Linked DNA regions of Mus musculus: region 1 is linked to region 2. The links are chromatin contacts, called in public HiChIP or PLAC-seq maps. All regions are on one chromosome and are shown on one strand. Each heading gives the region's core, a stretch centred on a gene start, on an enhancer-like site or on the middle of the called end of the contact. The rest is flanking DNA. Distances are from core to core; before and after follow the strand shown. Region 1 overlaps Plcg1 (phospholipase C, gamma 1). Region 2 overlaps Ppp1r16b (protein phosphatase 1, regulatory subunit 16B).

What was found. HiChIP or PLAC-seq counts read pairs in DNA pulled down with a chosen protein or histone mark.
Region 1: an H3K27ac HiChIP or PLAC-seq map of double positive thymocytes shows a contact between it and region 2, with 6 times the contacts expected there. The contact joins two enhancer-like sites. A contact is called at or near these places in 1 of 115 datasets of contacts at active chromatin or transcription factors (double positive thymocytes) and 1 of 9 other capture datasets (embryonic stem cells).

Annotation. Positions count from the first base shown.
Region 1 is chr2:160,755,506-160,758,388 of GRCm38.p6, forward strand. Plcg1 (phospholipase C, gamma 1) reads left to right here. Exons shown (of 34, transcript NM_021280.3): 21 at 236-313; 22 at 1,036-1,139; 23 at 1,365-1,461; 24 at 1,709-1,778; 25 at 2,467-2,624. Among named protein-coding and RNA genes, the nearest start is that of Plcg1, 26 kb to the left of the region's middle. Within about 2 kb of position 1,531, at least 55 of the 459 cell types and tissues checked have an H3K27ac peak or open chromatin away from gene starts, as enhancers often do. A contact at or near this core is called in double positive thymocytes, where this site is marked.
Region 2 is chr2:158,688,459-158,691,242 of GRCm38.p6, forward strand. The region is part of intron 1 of Ppp1r16b (protein phosphatase 1, regulatory subunit 16B); the gene reads left to right. Among named protein-coding and RNA genes, the nearest start is that of Ppp1r16b, 23 kb to the left of the region's middle. Within about 2 kb of position 1,398, at least 67 of the 459 cell types and tissues checked have an H3K27ac peak or open chromatin away from gene starts, as enhancers often do. A contact at or near this core is called in double positive thymocytes, where this site is marked.

The sequences.
Region 1 (2,883 bases), core at 281-2,780, 2.1 Mb after region 2:
AGCCACAGTGGTGGATGTGGGGTAAGAGTGCAAAAGGAGTGTGGATCAAGTCCCTACAGGCACCCTCCCCTTGGAAGATGAGGAGGGGGATTCCTGTAGGCCAGGGGCCAATGAGCTGGGGCAAATGTCCTGTAGAAGAGGCCAGCTGTGCTTCAGAAACTGGGCAATGGGAGCTAGCAGCTGCATTTATCTCAGTTCTGGGATGGTGATAGATCACAATGTGTCCTGTTTCCAGGAACCCGATTATGGGGCACTATACGAGGGCCGCAACCCTGGTTTCTATGTGGAGGCAAACCCTATGCCAACTTTCAAGGTAAATATCTGTGCTTGGCACAGGAAGCCACAAGGAAGGAGGGGTTCCCTACTGCTTGGGGCTTATATTTCTGTATTCTGGGCCCTTTTGTGGTAGGTGTGGAGAAACAAGTGTTAGTTGTGGTTTTCTGAGGCTCAAGAGATTTTAAGATGTGTGGTTGGTAAATGACCATAAATCTCCAGGGATCAACCACTTTATAGCCAGTGTCTTGGGTTAGAACTGGCCCTTTGTCACCATTCCTTCAGAGTGATCCCCGTGTCTTCCATGGGTAGTAAGTAGAACAGGGGCCAGATGGCACACTGTCCAGGCATTCCCTTCGTTATGAAGATCTTAGGGTCTTCTTGGTTTTGACCTTTTCTTTAATGTAGCACATTGCCCTGTAAGAGTCTTAACTATGGAGGGAGCTCCACAGGGCTGTGCACTTACTCTTACTGGACCTCAGCCCTGGCTTGTGGGAGCAGACCCCAGACAGAGTGCCAAAGACTCTACCTGGGTGGCCAAGAATTTCCCTGGAGAAAACCCATCCTGCTTGTTCTGAAACTTACCCCAAGACAGCATTAAGACCTGTGTCTAGGGTCACTTGCCAACAGTGGCACTGCCCACTAGCGTAAGCCCAGGCACATGTAGGCACATGTATGCACATGTGCTGTACTAGGTTAAAGGATGGGGACTGCCCTCTGCTTTACTCCACACAATCCAATCCCACTGTCTCACCTCTGCAGTGTGCAGTAAAAGCCCTCTTCGACTACAAGGCCCAGAGAGAGGATGAGCTGACCTTCACCAAGAGTGCCATCATCCAGAATGTGGAAAAGCAAGATGGTGGCTGGTGAGATAAACCATCCAGGCTAGAAAGCCTGTGGTGTGGTGGGACAGGAGGCCGGGGCCTCTGTGGAGCTGTCACTGAAAGCACTTGTGACAGTATGCTTTGAGAGCATCTGTCTCATGCTCACTAGCAGTGTCTGCCTTGGCCTGACTTATGTGTGGGAACCCCCCAGGAAGAGCTTGTGAGTTTGGGGCAGTTGCTGGAGTCAGTACCCTGTGGCTTCCACAGGTGGCGAGGGGACTATGGTGGGAAGAAGCAGCTGTGGTTCCCCTCAAACTATGTGGAAGAGATGATCAATCCAGCAGTCCTAGAGCCTGAGAGGGAGGTATGTCTGGAACCACTCTGTGTCACGGGTTTGTTTCCCTGTCCCCAGGTTTTCTTTTGATGTGTCTATCACACCCAGGCCTTCCTGTCATCTGTGAGCCACACATCCTGTGTGGCTACACTCTAGTCTCTCTTGTACCTATGTCATGCTTGGCTGGTCATGAGTAGACCTAAAAGATCGTCAAAAAGTTCCCTCAGCTGAGCCTGCGGCAGCGATGCTGACCATCCTGGGGTTTTGCTTCCTACAGCACCTGGATGAGAACAGCCCACTGGGGGACTTGCTGCGAGGGGTCTTAGATGTGCCAGCTTGTCAGATCGGTGAGATCTAATTCCTAGCTCATGATTCCTCTTAGTGTCAGGGTGTCCTTGTCACTCCTCCTGCTTCTGGAGAGGAATCCAGTGGCCGAGTTCCCAGAGGCTACTCTTATACTATGGAAGTCCCAGACTCTTTTGTCATCCCCAAATTTTACCCTCTGCCAAGTACAGTGGAGTCAAAAGTTGGCAGAGATGTTGACAGACTGACATCCAGTCCTAATGGTTTAGACCACAGCATTGTGACAGAAGCTTGGAGATGGGTTAGGGTGGGGGCTACAGTGCATGGCTCCAAGGAAGAGGCATGAGTCTCAGCTGGGTTGGAGCCTTGGTTCCACCATAACTACTATGGTATGTCTGAGCTACAGTATCCTCTGTAAATCGGATCTATATACCAGTTTTGCCTGCTTATAAGTATGGCCAGGAAGAAATGGAATGAATTCCTTTGAGCCAGTGTCTATGGCTGTGGTTCTCAAACTGTGGGTTTTAACCCCTTTGGAGGCCTAACAACCCTTTCCCAGGGTTTGCATATCAGATACGCTGCATATCAGATATTTACAGTATAATTCATAAATAGTAGCAAAATTATGAAATATCAATGAAAAAATTTTATGGTTGGAACTATATTGAAGGGTTCACAGCATTAGAAAGCCCAGAGAGCATTCCTAGCCCTGTATTATTTTACCCCCAACAGCCATCCGTCCTGAGGGCAAAAACAACCGGCTCTTCGTCTTCTCCATCAGCATGCCATCAGTGGCTCAGTGGTCCCTGGATGTTGCAGCTGACTCACAGGAGGAGTTACAGGACTGGGTGAAAAAGATCCGTGAAGTTGCCCAGACTGCAGATGCCAGGGTGAGAACCTGCCACAGCTTAGAAGGTGCTACTGGGATCTGTGGGGGCAACATGTGGGCCTGCCCGGGAGCCAAGGCCTCCAACCCCCAGCGAGCTCCTCTAGAGAAGGCAACTGATGTGGCCAGGCCTTAGATAAGGCACCCAAAAGAACAAACTCAAGACAGGATTGTGATGGATGGGCTTAGGAAATGTTGAGCATTAAGTACTCTCGATCACCTGAATGAGTGTAAGGCAAGAGGGAAGAGAGGTCCTGGGCTGG
Region 2 (2,784 bases), core at 148-2,647:
CTCAAGGCTGGCCTTCCACTTAGACCTGTTGAGTCTGTAATGGCCTTTGTAGGGGAAAGTCCGCATATTGATAATAGTCTTCTGCAAGAGGCCACAACCCTTCCTGGGGTCCCTAGACCTGCATCTTTAAAAGCATCCTTGCCGCACTTTAAGATATTCTGGGTAATAAGGAACTGGGTTATATAATATATGAGGTGTGTTGGTTTGGCTAGCTGGAGTCCAGCGTCTCATTGTTCAAAGGACCCCTTATTCATCTCCTTTACCACCAAGCACTGGCTGCATGTAGAGACTGCCTTCAGAGCACCTTGGCTTCAGTCTCCTGGCTCCTCAGACAGAGGGAAGAGAAAGCTTCTGGTTGGGCCAACTTAAGGCCTAGGCCTGCCCTAGAACCAATCCCTGTCTGGGCTCAGGCCCTTACCAAGACCTCTGACCAATCAGGGCTCAGGATAATGAAGGAGTTCTAAGACCTCCCATTACTGTGCTCTTCTCAGGAGTACGCTCAGTAGCAGGAGCAACCCCACCAACAGCCTTTCATCTGTTGTGCCTCCTGCTATCCCATGGCTCCGCTTCCACTGAGCACTCTTCCCCTTAAGGGCCAATCTCACGGTGCCCAGATGCGCACCCTGGTCCCTTCTCCTCAAGGCAGCAAGGATGAGTGTGTGCATAGAGAAGAACCAAGTTAAGACTCTGCCAGCCTGGGGGATGGGGGGTAAGGTGACGACACCTTGGTGGCCTGTTCCCGCTTCTCCCAGGGCCCAATGCCTTGGCCTTAAACTTCCTGTTGGTCACAATTGAGCTATTTTGGTATGTGGCCCAGATGTTGGGGAAAGTCAGTACCCCACCCTACTTCCCCTGGACTCAGTTTTCTCACACTTGCACACACTTCCTGATGACCTCATTGCCTGCGCAGACCCCCATATCATACCCCCAGCCCAGTCCCTTTATGAGCTGAGGTCTCACAGGCCTGTGTGATGGTTCATTGATACTTTCACCATGCACCAAGCTTAAAATATTGCCATTCCACTGATTTACCTCGAAGCCTGGCCTCCTTAAAATACTGAGATTGTTGTTCTCCCAGGGCCAGATAGATAACCTTGCTCTGTTTCCACTGTCCAAGTATGGACTGGGATGCAAGAGTCTCTTGAAGCCACCTCCAAGCTCAATGGAGTCCTGAATTCCTGGGATCTCCCAGCACCCAGGCCAGAGTCCTTCAGGGGGTGGGGGTGGGGGGCTGGGAGGCCGCAGGGAGTGCGGCTGCCTGGCTGCTGTTGGCCTGCACCAGGCAATTCTTTAATTAGCGTGAGCAGGGTTTTCTCGAATGGGGGCGGAGGAGGTGTGTGGGTCTATTGGGGGAAACTAGGTCACCTGAAAACTAGCAGTCAGGAGGGAACTGTCCTGGGGCCCTGCTGCAAGGGAACCCAAGGGGTAAGGTGGGAGGGGCAAAGTCACAGAAAATATGCCCTGGCCCCTTTTACTGCTCTTGGGAGATGCTGTCCCTAGCTTTCTCTAGGGGGCTGGTCGACTGTCCTTAAATTCTTCGCCCAGAGCAAAGAGGGCAATACAGTAAACAAGTTCTGACTGTCTGGAGCTTGTAGAGAGAGCATCATGGTAGGAGTCAGGCCCCTGCCTCCGCTGCTGCTCATTCTGTACTCCCTTGCCCGTTTGCCATACATCAGTGAGACAGGGACCATGTCTGCCTTTCACCAGCTATTTTCCTCATCCCTTAGCACAGTCCTGGTGTGTGGCAAATGCTTGAAAGGTATTGGCTGGGTTCGTATGGGTGCTTCTAGGATCGAGGCTGCAACTCAGCGGCAGAGAGCATATGGAAGGCCTTGGGTTCCCCCCCCCCCCCCCACCACTAAAACTAAACCACAGAACACGCCCCCCAAACCCATGTGAGTTGTTCTCCTCTAAGACGGTTGTCATGAGAACCAGTTGTCGTTGTGAGGCGGCTTCCCCAAATGTCAGTGACTTACATATCCTGCCAACACTGAATTCTGACACTATTTCATTTTGCTTTACTATCAAGCCACTAGTTGTAGATTGAAATGAAGTTATATAAAAAAAAAAGGAAATTTCATGTCACCTCCATAAATAAACAGTAGCTGTGAACACAGCCACCAAACCAAGCGATGCTTTTACATTTCTTCTTAAATACCATCGCTGTCCCCCTCCCCAGGCCGGGAACCTCAGGGGGACTGACTGGCATGGCTCTAAAGAGGTTACCACCTATGAGCATCAGACTGATGCTTTTTTTTTTTTTCTTCAGAAACCTTTGAAGATTTTTTTTTTTAAAGGCATGGAAAGGCTGTATTCTGCTGTCTGCAAAGGCCCATGCTGCAAGCCCCCTACCAATGAACTGTGCCTCCAGATTTTTCTTTCTTTTGAGACAGAGTCTTGCAAAGTTTTTCAGGCTGGTATTGAACTTGCCGCTCTCCCATCTCCGGCTCCTGTGGAGAGAAAAGGAGAGGGAGGGCAGGGGAGAGGAGATTACAGGCCTATACTACCAGGTTTGGTTTCAATAGTTTTTATTAGTGTGTATTAAATATATAAAAGAGTGACTTTCATTGGTTCTGATCTCTTTCTATGTTTAGAACTCCTGGTTGAGGTGATGGCTGAAAAAGGTTTCTTTCTTTTTTTTACTTTTATTATTATTATTTTTTTGAGACACAGTCTCATACTGTTAGCCCAGGCTATCTTGGAACTCACTGTATAGCCCAGGCTGGTCTCAGACTCACTGGGGCCATCCTGTCTCAGCCTCTTGAGTGCTGTACCACAGGCATG